Regions from separate parts of the Mus musculus genome. Here all the other regions are linked to region 3. The links are chromatin contacts, called in public ChIA-PET and HiChIP or PLAC-seq maps. All regions are on one chromosome and are shown on one strand. The core of a region is the stretch at or near the end of the contact, and the rest is flanking DNA. Distances in the headings are between cores, read along the strand shown.

Region 1 (2,700 bases), core at 37-2,536, 310 kb after region 3:
AGAGCAGTACTGATATCTATAGATAGCCTGAGCTGCTTCAAGGACCATGAGTGTTCAGTATCTAACATCCCAGGACAATGACTGCACTTGATTACAGAGGAAGGGACACACTAGACAACCATCCCTGGCAGCCAACAGAAGAGGAACCCTGCTGCCAGGCCTATCAGCGAGACCAAAGATGCATGGCTCGTGAACAGCTCAGAGACGGCCATTGCTTCAGTTCTTAAACATTTCTCTTTCTCATGTGTCATCAAAACGTTAGGCTGATAAAGACTGGGGCACAGCTCAGCTGACAGCACACTTTCACAGCAATTGTGAAGCCCTGGGTTTGATCTCAGCGCTGCACAACCACGTGGTGGCACACGACAAATCCAGGCACGCAGGTGGTGGAGACAGAAAGATCAAGGGTTCAAAGTCATCCTTTGGTACTTGGGGAGTCGGCGGCCAGCCTGGGGTATGTGAGATCCTCTTTCAAAGAGCAAACCCAAATGCAACAGCGCGGCCAAAATTGAAAGTGCTAGGCCGTTTCTTGTCCTATTTAAGTAACTATAACAAAGCGCTTTACATCGGGGCCATTTATAAGCAGTAGTTGTTTGTTTGCTTGGTTTTCCTTCGAGATCTGGAAGTTGAGTTCAAAATCATGGATCCAGCAACTCAAGTGTCCACAATGGCACTGTGGCTGTGTCCCCACAGTGTGTGAAGGCAGAGGGGTAAAAGAGTCAGACTGACTCCCTCAGATGTTCTGATGAGCTCCCTAAAAAAATGCCCTAACTACCCACAGGTATATGGCTGAGAACTGTTAAATACTGAGGCAGTATTAACGCCTAGCCACATACCTTTACTGTAGTGGCCATTTTGACTTTTTACTTCTCCCTTAAGCAGCTAAGCCACAGGGGTGCTAGGGCAGGTTGACAGCTCCCTGACTGACAGCTCTGAGACCCTCCCCTTGGTCCCACTGCCTGGCAGTGGCTGTTGTAAACAGCTTGCACAAGGCTTTTTGTCTCGGACAAGCACAAGCTTCTATGAACTCTAGCAGCCAGTGTCACCTAGACTGGTCCCCTGCCTCTAGCTGCAGCTAACATATTTTTTTTCACTTTCGTGACCTTGAACTTCTGGTCCTCCTACCTCCACCTCTTGGATCACAGCACGCACCACCACACCCTGCTTATATAATCCATGGGGTCAAGCCTAGGGCTTCATGCATGCTAGGCAGACGCTATCTTACTGAGCTTCGTCCTCAGTCAGTCCCTGGTTGAACGGGCTGCAAATCTCTCCCCTCTCAAGCCATGCACCTGTTGGCAGGGTGGCTCTATCAAGGTTCCCATTTAGCAACGATCTAGTTTTTCTGTCTCTTTTAATCTCAGCTGTCCTGAGGCTCATTCCACTAGTCAAAACCAGAAAATGTAATATTATATGAGTTCTGGAAACTAGGTTCCAAGAGGCCTTTCAATTAACCCTCACTCTCTTAGAATATACATGAGGTCTGGCGCTGTAGCAGCCATCTCTTTATTGTTAAGAGTATATATCAGACCAGTGGTTCCCAGTGTGGGTCTCAGCTTAGATCATAGCTTCTGTTCCATGTAGGAACTTAACAGGAAGCAGGTGTCTGGGCCTCGTTGAGCTGTGCAGTCTCAGCATCTCTAAGCTGTCTGAATGACATGTACACACACACACACACACACACACACACACACGTGGGGTGGGGGCAGGGTGTAGAGATGCTTGCTTGGGTGCCTGTGAAACCTGGTGCAGCTCTGCCAGCCTCTGAGCTTGAATCTGTTGCTGCCATGTCCTGCTGGACTCCTGCTCAGATCTGTGCCCTGCCCAGCAGGCCCATTTTTCCCTCTTCTGTGCCAGATTTTCATGTAGCGAATTAATTTACATCGCCGGAGCCCGGCACGCCAGGAAGTTCAGCGGTGGCAATTTGGTGAGGGAAATGACTGTTTTCTAGCTCTGGCCTCAGCAGTGCTAGTGGGTTGGACATCAACAAAGTGCTGTGAAATAGTCCCATTTGCAAGTGTGTGCCTCCAGTGGAAAACTCCGAGTGGGTGTTTGTTCCTCCATGTCAATTCAGAAGACTGGCCCGTGGGCTTCAGGTCCTCCTGCCCTTGTAGCTATGGACTTTCTGTGACTCCATTCTTCTTCAGTCACTAGCTGAGCCTGCAAGAGGGGGTGCTTATTCGCTATAGGAGGCTAGGAGATGACATAGATTTGTACAGAGTTCACTGCACACCGAAACAGTCCCACTCTTGGTGGCTTAAAACACCAATGACTTATTGTGAATTCAGCAGGTGTCTAGCAGAGCCCCACCCCCTACCCCCAGGAGTCAGGACTGTATATACAGCAGGAGGGTCCACAGGACGTGGGGTAGACAGATGCTGTGCCCTTCTCTCTTCACACGGCCTGTCAGTCCAGCCAAGGTCTTATCAGAACACTGAAGAAAGGACAGTGGAGAGCCCATGAAGAGAGTCTGAACCCTGCCTAGAAAGACCACTTCACCGCCCACTCTGCCTTCTCCATCCCTCCATATTAGCAGGTACACACTATAGTGGTGGGAGCCGGCAGACAGGCAGGCCAGTCCAGGGCCCAGTGTTCCCATTGGGAGAGGCGGGCAAAGAAAAGGGGCCACTGTGGTGGCTGCAAAGGTCCCTGGTTTGGGAAAATTGGGACCCAAGTGTCAGGAGCCCAGGCTTGCTGAAA
Region 2 (2,700 bases), core at 11-2,510, 420 kb before region 3:
CACTGATATTATCTTAATTTGATGTTAGCATTACATGATAAGGGATTTGACAAAAGAAAACAAATATCTGTACAAACACAGTCTTAACACAATGTGACAGAAACGGTCACGTCGATCACAATCCTCACTTCAGCAGTTGGTTTGAGCTGGTGTGTATAACTACCTTCCTCTCCTACTCTTCTGTATTTCCTCTGTCCTTAGTAAGCACCTCAATAGGTCTTGGTGTTTTTCTTGGAAGAGTGACCCATACCAAGGACATTTATAAAAAGGAGCATTTACCTAGGGGCTTGCTTACAGATCCAGAGGGGAGTGCAGTGACAGGCAGGCATGGTGCTGCAGCAGTGGCTAAGAACTTACATGATCCTCAGGCGGAAGGCAGAGAAAGAGACGGGGCGTGGCTTTTGAAACCTCAAAGGCCACACATTTGCCAACAAAAGCACACTTTATAATTCTTAAACAGTCCACCAAACGGGAACCAAATATTCAAAAACATAAGCCTGGGGGCGGGCATTCTCATCCAAACCACCACAACTTCTGTGACAGATTGGAACTACGGAGGCATGCTACCTTGTCAACTTAGCCATCACTGGCGCGCAGTGTCTCCTGTGTGAGCATAGCCACTGTTAAACTACCTAGATTATGCTCCTGACTCTGGGAGGCTTATAGGTGGCAGTATTATATTTGCATAGATCGTTATCTATCGGTCTGAGCCTCCTGGTCTGTGTTTGACAAGAGGTTGTTTCCTAGCATAACTATAAGAGGTGGAGTTATTCGATTTGGTATTTGCACTCAATTTGGCATGCCTCTGCAGGCACACAGTGAAAACGACTTACAACTTCTCGTTGCTTTCTTGCATTTTTTTCTAGTACCTGGAATTGAAGTTTTTCCTTTGTCTCCTCACATCTCTAAAAATCTATTTAGTATAGACTGGAATTCAAAGAAGTCCCCCTTTGAGAGCTATTCATTCCTGGGTGTTCCCATGGCCATATGAATATACATATACATGTCGATACTTTTCTATATTTCTTTTGTAAATCTTTTTTTTCCGGGCCTTGAGAGAAGCCTTTACAAATAGATGGCGGGGAGATCTCATGCTTAGGTAATGCCCAGGAAGATTGGTGTTTCAGCGGCTCTGAGCAAGTGTGTCCGAAAAGCTAGAGGTATCTGAGCTCAGCCAATGAGAGAAGGAATGGAGTGGGCGTGGCCTTGTCTTAACCAAGATCCTCCACCCCTCTGTTTCTTTCCCATTTCTAAGTTCGGACTCCAGTTTCTGGCAGACAGGGAAGTGCTGAAGACCGGAGCTTCCTCTTCTGTGACCAGGAGTCAGGGCACAGACTCCTTCCCTGTGTTCCCGCCAGATCGCCAGGGGGCAGGCTGCTCCGGTATCACGGAAGTCCGATCCGGAGAATATCGCGCGCGTGAAAACCCAAGGTCCAAAGTAGGTGCTGTATCCGCCACAGTGCACCGAAGGGGCCGGGTTCGCTCCGCGGTGCTCTTGATCGCTTCCTGCCCTTAGGTCTGGAAGTCTCTGAGGCCCGGAAACCCCTGGCGGGCCCTGCAGACCATTCTGTCTTTGTTGTCTTGGTTGGGCTGGTGAGATCACTAGGCCTGATTGACTACAGCGCCTTGAGCTCCTGCTGGGTTCTGGCTGCATTTAGGTCTGTACCGCGTTGTCCACAGCCCGAGCATTTGGTGATGTTTTTCCTCGGATCTAGGCTATCGGTGGAGCAGGCGTGTGCTTTGCTGAGTCCCGCCACCTTGGGGAGGACCCCAAGATTTGCAAAACAAAAGTAAACTGCGGGAGGGGAGGGCATTTTCTGTGTCCCCATCAACCATCTACCAAGTAAGACTTGTACCTTGAGACAGGGAAATCAGAGAGCATTTGTGATAGAGTGATTCATATTTTAGACTTTTGGCCACTAGCCAGAGTTTGGTATGAGTGCTTTATCGCCCTCAGGTCCTCACTGTTATTCTTTGAGATGGTTATTGGTCCACCAGAGCGCAGGTGCGGCATGACAGAGGAATCCTTAGGAGGCTCCTACATTTTGGTAGGCAGGAGACCCTCCTCTGCGGCCCTTGTGTCCTTTGTGAGTAGAGACAGGATCCAGGAGTGCCTGCACTTGTAACTCCTACTCCCCTTTCACCCCCACCCCCACTTCCCACCACCTTCTGCTCCTATCCACCCATCACACAAGAAGTCCAGAACTGTAGCAGTGATCTGCTTGGGAAATAGCCTGGTGTTCTGAAACTGAGGTGAGCAAGCAGGGGGAAAGATTGTTGGTGATCCCTGAGGCTGCCGAAAGGAGAAACAAATGCAGAAATGCTGCAAGCTAAAGCCACAGTAGATTAGCTTCGTTTCTATGTAGCCAGCCTGGTGTGGTGCTCACAGGTCCTCAACAGATTGTGTTTGTTGAAGTGTTTAACTGGATAAGGACACAAGGGATGATACACAGCTTGCAAGAAGAGGCAGATATCTTAGTTCCAGCTACTAGGGAGGCTGAGAAAAGAGGATCACCTGAGGACAAGAGTTCAAGGCCAGCATCAGGCAACCTCAGGGGAAAACCAGGAAAGAGAGAGAGAGAGAGAGAGAGAGAGAGAGAGAGAGAGAGAGAGCGCAACCAGCCTAGGCAGTAAAGTGTAAAATGCTTTTCTTGCTTTGCAGTCATGAGGACCTGAATTTTATCCCCAGAACCCAGATAA
Region 3 (2,700 bases), core at 112-2,611:
TAGAGGCGTGTGCCAGCATGTCTGAAGAAGTAGATGCTGAGGAAGAGCATCGGTCACTGTCACCTGGACCCCAGCGTCTCTGTTGTTGGGTCCACACAGGCCACAGACCAAGCTCCGTGCTCACCCTGTCACCAGCTGGGTCATGTGAGAGGCAGGATCATACCCAGGCCTTCATCTTGCTGGTGGAGGAATCAGGGAGCCCCAGGCTCCCCTGCTGCCCTCAGAGACCCCACTGGGAACCAGCTGAGCCTTGGGGCCTCTCTCCCATCCTGCTGTGCAGCATGGGGCAAGGACTTGCCGTGTAGCCATAGGTCCCTCTTGGAAGCTGAGAACTTTGGTCCAACATTAGCTAGCCCTCGGAAGAACTGAGGAGCCTAGAGCTGTGCTAGTCACACACCGAGTCTGGCCATTTCTTGAAACCATGCCGGAGATGGGAGAGGGGAGGAGTCTCATTTTCTGATGTGGGCGCTGAAGCACAGAGAGGTTGAACAGCTTACTCGTGTTCACACAGCCAATGAGCAGCAGAGGCAGAATGGGAACCCAGGCATCCTGGCTTAGTGGTCATGCTGATAAGACGTTCGTTCGCTGTAGTGGTTCCTTGCCTGAGGCTTTGGTTTGTAATGCACACCCAGCCTGTTCTCCAGGTGAGCTGGGCTGGCTCCCAGCACGAGAGCATAGGGCAGCTGCAATCCAAATGAGAAGAGAGCCTGTGCCAGGAGCAGGGTGGCCATGACAGCTGAACCCTGACAGCTGAGGGCTGACCTGAGCCTGAGCCTCCAGGTGGCCAAGGCGAGAGAGGAAATGGTAGATGAAAGGAAACTCGCCTGGATGTCGGCAGGAAGCCTGTGGTTAGGGGAGGGAAACTCCTTACCTAGCCCCGTATAGGGTCAGGTACTCATTTCTCCCTGGTGACTTTTCTGGGGACTGAGTCAGGGTACCTGGCAATGTCATTAGGTAGGAAGCTGGTGGCCTTCGCAGGGGGTCTGAGTCACCCCGCCCCCACCCCTAGTGGAGCCGCCATCCCTTGGTGAGGGCAGCGGCACCCTCTGAATTGACTTCAACCCCATATCAGGGGCCAAGCTTGAACATAACCTGTTTGAGATTTACATTTTTCCACTCAAGAAACAAACTCACAAGAGCCAAGTGACTTTGGCCACAGTCACACACTCAGAGCAGCCTCAGAGCGACTTCCCCACGGACGTTCTGCTTGCTGCTGCTCATCTGTGGTAGAAGCTCAGGAGTCCAGCCTCTGGGTGCCTCAGGACTGGCTGGAGAGTCGGCCTCTTTGCAATGCTGTGTGCCCCACGGGGCTTCCTCTGCCACCCTACTACCTCAGGCTCCACACCCCACTCCTTCCTGCACAGAATGGGGAATCCCCTGTGGTGGGTGAGATTCTGCACCTTCACCCCTGAATTGGAAGGAGCATACCCCCCCCAGCCACTTTGTAAATCACAGCAGGAGACTAAACACCCCTTGCTGGTGTTTATTCCTGTGCAGCTTGGAGTGGGGCAGGGGCGGGCAGGATTTCTCAGGGCAGAGGAAGAGGCCTTCTAAAAGATGGCTGGCGGATCGTCAAAGGCCCACTCAGCATTGGTTCTGAGGCCCGGGGCAGGCAGCCTCTTTCTGCCTCAGCTTCCTCTTCTGGAGTGATGCTTCAGACCTCTCTCCCTTGTGGGTTTCTGTGGCAGAAATGTCCTCTGAGACAGCAGCTGCAGCCATTCAGTGACAGTGTAGGCTACAAGCAAGACATCAGGCCCCCTGTGCCCCACAGACAGTGTCCCTGGGGAAGTCAGTGCGTATAATCACACCCCAGACCCTTCTGGGCTGTGATGTCACCAACCTTTTCTGGTTGTTCTGAGACTAGGTTTCATGTACTCCAGGCTGGCCTTGGAGTTATGATGTCACCAAGGATGATCTGGAACTTAGGATACTCCATACCGCCCCTCCCAAGTGCTAGGAGTACAGCTATTACCACCCCTCATTTCCCAACCCCCACCCCAAGTTTTATTCAGTTGGAATAAGGGGTTTTTGGGTGTCAGGAAAGCACTGATTCACCAAGCCACATCCACAGCCTTCCCAGTCCCTTTGTAAGATCTGAATGCTTCTAGGGGTCAGAACCCCCAAAGGCCTCCTCCCACTGCCGGGTGGAGAGTGGTAGGGTAGAGGCTGCGAGGCCCAGGGCCCTTGGCTGGTCAGCAGGCATCGTGGCATCACTGCTGTGGAGACTTTGCTGGACCTGGGCGAACAGGTAAGCATGGTGGGTAGCTGCACCCACCGTGGCCAGTGTTAAGATAGGCCAGGCTGAGTGAGCAGGACTCAGGGTGAAGTCACAGGGGCTTCATCTATGGGCTGCTGGCTGCAGTCACCCAGCCAGTGTGGGAGCAGAGACCAGGTCTGACATTCTGGGGTCCTGCTCCTTGGTAAGCTCTTGTGTTGGCTGCTGTGTGGCCTGGGTGAAGTTATGCACACCCTCTGAGCTGTGTAGATGTCTAGGAAGGATTCTGCTGATACTTCCTAAGGCAGCAGAGAGCGAGGGGCCAGGAAAGAAATGAGGTCTCCTGCTTCCCTGTTGACAGGCTGGTTTGGCTGCCAAATGACAGCCAAGTGATAGCTTCCCATTAACAGATACAGAAGTATTAAGAACCTGGATTGGGTTGGAGTGCAGGGCCTGGAGCTACAACCTGAAGCAGAAGGGCTTCG
Region 4 (2,700 bases), core at 25-2,524, 380 kb after region 3:
ATCCCACACACGACCCGGTGCTTCAGAAAGCTACACTGTGGACACACAGCAAGCACCTAGCCATTTCCATAGCATTACAGCTGCTTCTGGGCTCTTTACATACACCCTCAGGGCTCACCCTAGAGCTGGCAGCTGGACCTTTACAGCTTTGCAAGAAGAGGAAACAGGGTCATAGCTACAGACACTCAAGGTCATACTGCAAGTGACAGACAAGGGAGCCGAAGAAGCGTTTATGTTACCAAGGTCAAGAGAAATAAGAGAAGTTGCCTCCTGTCCCAGCCCCCATCAGGTCTCCTAAGCAAAGCATCCTCAGGAGTACTTGACCTTGGAAAGCCCTCTGGGATCGCCCTGGTGGAAGCTCCTTTCCCTGGGTAATCGGCTCCCCTGAGGTGACACCTTCTTGGGACTATCTGGACCTTCCTGGACTACCTGGCACTGGGCAGGCCTTCCAAGATCTCTTACTCAGGTAGAATCCTTTTTGGCAACTTCCAGCCTAAGGTGAGGCCCTCCTTCGGCCAGGGAACCCACCCTGCAGCAGCCTCCCCTTGGGGTCATTACAAAGAAGGGCTTGGGGTAGGGTTGTTCTGGTTCCCTCTGACCACTCACACTTCCTTTAAACACCCCAGCCTTACTACATCCCTTCACTATCTTTCTTGCTGGGTGCCATTTTGCAGATGGATACAATGAGGCACTAGGCAAGTTAAGTTAGGACACAGTCCCGTTCCAGCTTTGTATTCAGATTTGGTACTGTACTTTGATCTGAACAGCAAGTGACACTCACCCTTTAGTCCCCACGTAAATAGTTAATTTTTCTCACAGGCCCCAGGGCCCTTTTCCCTTGGTGTTCTATGGGACGCATGTTACCCAACTTCAGTTGATACTTCCAAACGGCTGAGCAACCAAAGGGTTAAAGGGGCCCGGAAGAGGACCCTGTAAGGGTTAAAATTATAAACGCATTTATCGCCCTCTGACTATTTATTGGGTTGTAGACCGACAACGTCGAAGCCGGGCAGAGCCAGGAGGCACCCTCGGATGGGCTTGCGCAAACGCCACAACTTTCTAGCACGACCCCCAGAAAGTATCCCAGGCACAAAGTTGGCGCAGCCCGCTCCTCCTCCGCAGCGTCGCCCTCCCCGTGGGGCGCGCGGCGGGGACGCGCGAGCTCCCGCGCGGGGCCGGCTCGGGGGACGCGGGGCTCAGCGAGGCTCGGCTCCGGCCCCCTGAATTGGGGGGTCCGCGTCTGCCCCAAACGCCGCTTTCTTCCGTTTTCCATGTCATTTCCTGTACTAATAAGATGGTGGTCAAAGCAGGGGAGGAGAGCAGCAGCGAGTCGCCGCCGCGCTGCCGCTGGCGCTGAAACTTTGCCCGGCCGGGGACCCCGCGCGCGGCCGCCCCGTCCCGCCGCGTCCCGCCGCCCCGGCCCCGGCCCGGCTCGCCGCCCCGCGTGGGAGCCCGCGAAGGTGAGTGGGCCCGGTGGCCACCGTGGCCATGAACGTGAACATGGCTTCGGAAGACGCTGGGCGGCTCGCCAACCGGCGCGGGGGCCGCGGCGAAGAGCGCGCGGGGACACTGGGGAGCGGGGGCGCAGGCAGGCGACGGGGCACGGACCGGAGCACCGGAAGCGGGGCGGGTCTCAAGGTGGCCCGGGCCCGCAGGTCGTCGCCACCGCCCGACGCGGGCCTCGGGCGGCCCAGCCTCCGCCTCCTTCCTCCGCGCACTCGCCCGCCTTGTTCCACTGTAGCCTTTTCCTCGGCTCCGCCGCGCGCTGACGGACGCGGCCGCCGGCCAATGGGAGCGGCTGTTCGGGCCCGGCGTTCGCAAAGAGAGCGCGTAGACAGGGGGCAGGGCGGGGCGAGGGCGGGATGCAGCCGCTGGCCTAGTTGCAGGGACCCGGTCGCCGGTGCTTCGGGGCCGGGCTGGGGGGCTTAGGGACCGCATGCCTCTCTGTGACCTGCCGCGGGCCTGGGGCGGCAGAGGGAGGGCGTGCCTTTTATCTATTTTAAGTCTTGGTTGCAGCACGGACTCTTCGGGAATTCGCCCCTGAGTGTCGTCTCCACCCCCCACCTCCTCATTCCCGGTCCCCAAGGTACTATGTGATGCAGAAACTGCAGAAACTTGGTGGCCAATGACCTTCCTCTGTCAAGGCCAGCGTGCCCTAGGCAAGTCGCTGCAGGGACTACTGAGCAGCCTTGGGCTAATAAGGCAAAAAGTTGCTAGTGTCTTGAGCCCATCTGAGTTGGAGCTCAGACCCTTAGAATCAGTTGATGACCTAGAGAAGGAAAGTCTGTCTTTTGTTTTTTTTGACCATGGCTTCGTGTGGAGGACAGCCGTGGTCTGTGATTAAGAGTGATCAGAAAGAAGCACGCCCAGTCCTTTGTGCGTGGGGACTGCGAGCAGTGAAGGGAGCCTTCTTTTCATCTTGAGAACCCTATAAACTTTGGGAGTTTTGTCTATCTGAAGCAGAATAGTTTTCCATGAAGTGTGATTCCCGTGGCACCCCTGTCCCCCGAAGAGGAAGGCAGGGACTTTCCTAGGTCTTGGTTGATGGTGTAGGGTGTATGGGTCAGAAGTCCCATATCCCCCTCATCCCTGGGGAGCGGAGTATGGTCTCTGCTGGGAACCTTCTGGGCATATGGCCCAGACCCCCTGGTTTATTTAGTTTCTTGGAAAGGACATCTTCAGGATCCTTCCCACGGGGCT

Evidence for each region. ChIA-PET counts read pairs in DNA pulled down with a chosen protein or histone mark. HiChIP or PLAC-seq counts read pairs in DNA pulled down with a chosen protein or histone mark.
Region 1: an H3K27ac HiChIP or PLAC-seq map of large pre-B cells shows a contact between it and region 3, with 2.8 times the contacts expected there. The contact joins two enhancer-like sites. A contact is called at or near these places in 1 of 115 datasets of contacts at active chromatin or transcription factors (large pre-B cells) and 1 of 9 other capture datasets (liver).
Region 2: an RNA polymerase II ChIA-PET map of memory CD8 T cells shows a contact between it and region 3, with 20 read pairs. The contact joins the promoter of Accs here to the enhancer-like site in region 3. A contact is called at or near these places in 6 of 39 promoter capture datasets (the 3T3-L1 cell line, the C10 cell line, hippocampal neurons and 2 more), 1 of 15 datasets of contacts at CTCF or cohesin (pro-B cells), 5 of 115 datasets of contacts at active chromatin or transcription factors (bone marrow-derived macrophages, differentiating embryonic stem cells, memory CD8 T cells and 1 more) and 3 of 9 other capture datasets (adipose tissue, liver and pancreatic islet).
Region 4: an RNA polymerase II ChIA-PET map of memory CD8 T cells shows a contact between it and region 3, with 28 read pairs. The contact joins the promoter of Prdm11 here to the enhancer-like site in region 3. A contact is called at or near these places in 3 of 39 promoter capture datasets (embryonic stem cells, hippocampal neurons and pre-B cells), 7 of 115 datasets of contacts at active chromatin or transcription factors (astrocytes, embryonic forebrain, embryonic hindbrain and 4 more) and 1 of 9 other capture datasets (liver).

The regions. Positions count from the first base shown.
Region 1 is chr2:93,118,242-93,120,941 of GRCm38.p6, reverse strand. No RefSeq gene overlaps it. Among named protein-coding and RNA genes, the nearest start is that of Gm32627, 25 kb to the left of the region's middle. Within about 2 kb of position 1,286, at least 16 of the 459 cell types and tissues checked have an H3K27ac peak or open chromatin away from gene starts, as enhancers often do.
Region 2 is chr2:93,848,503-93,851,202 of GRCm38.p6, reverse strand. Accs (1-aminocyclopropane-1-carboxylate synthase (non-functional)) reads left to right here and starts at 1,260. Exons shown (of 15, transcript NM_001290782.1): 1 at 1,260-1,438.
Region 3 is chr2:93,426,247-93,428,946 of GRCm38.p6, reverse strand. All of the region lies in intron 6 of Cd82 (CD82 antigen), which reads left to right. Among named protein-coding and RNA genes, the nearest start is that of Mir7001, 5.6 kb to the right of the region's middle. Within about 2 kb of position 1,361, at least 71 of the 459 cell types and tissues checked have an H3K27ac peak or open chromatin away from gene starts, as enhancers often do. A contact at or near this core is called in memory CD8 T cells, pro-B cells and thymic regulatory T cells, where this site is marked.
Region 4 is chr2:93,044,739-93,047,438 of GRCm38.p6, reverse strand. It overlaps Prdm11 (PR domain containing 11), which reads left to right and starts at 1,274. Exons shown (of 8, transcript NM_001368848.1): 1 at 1,274-1,460.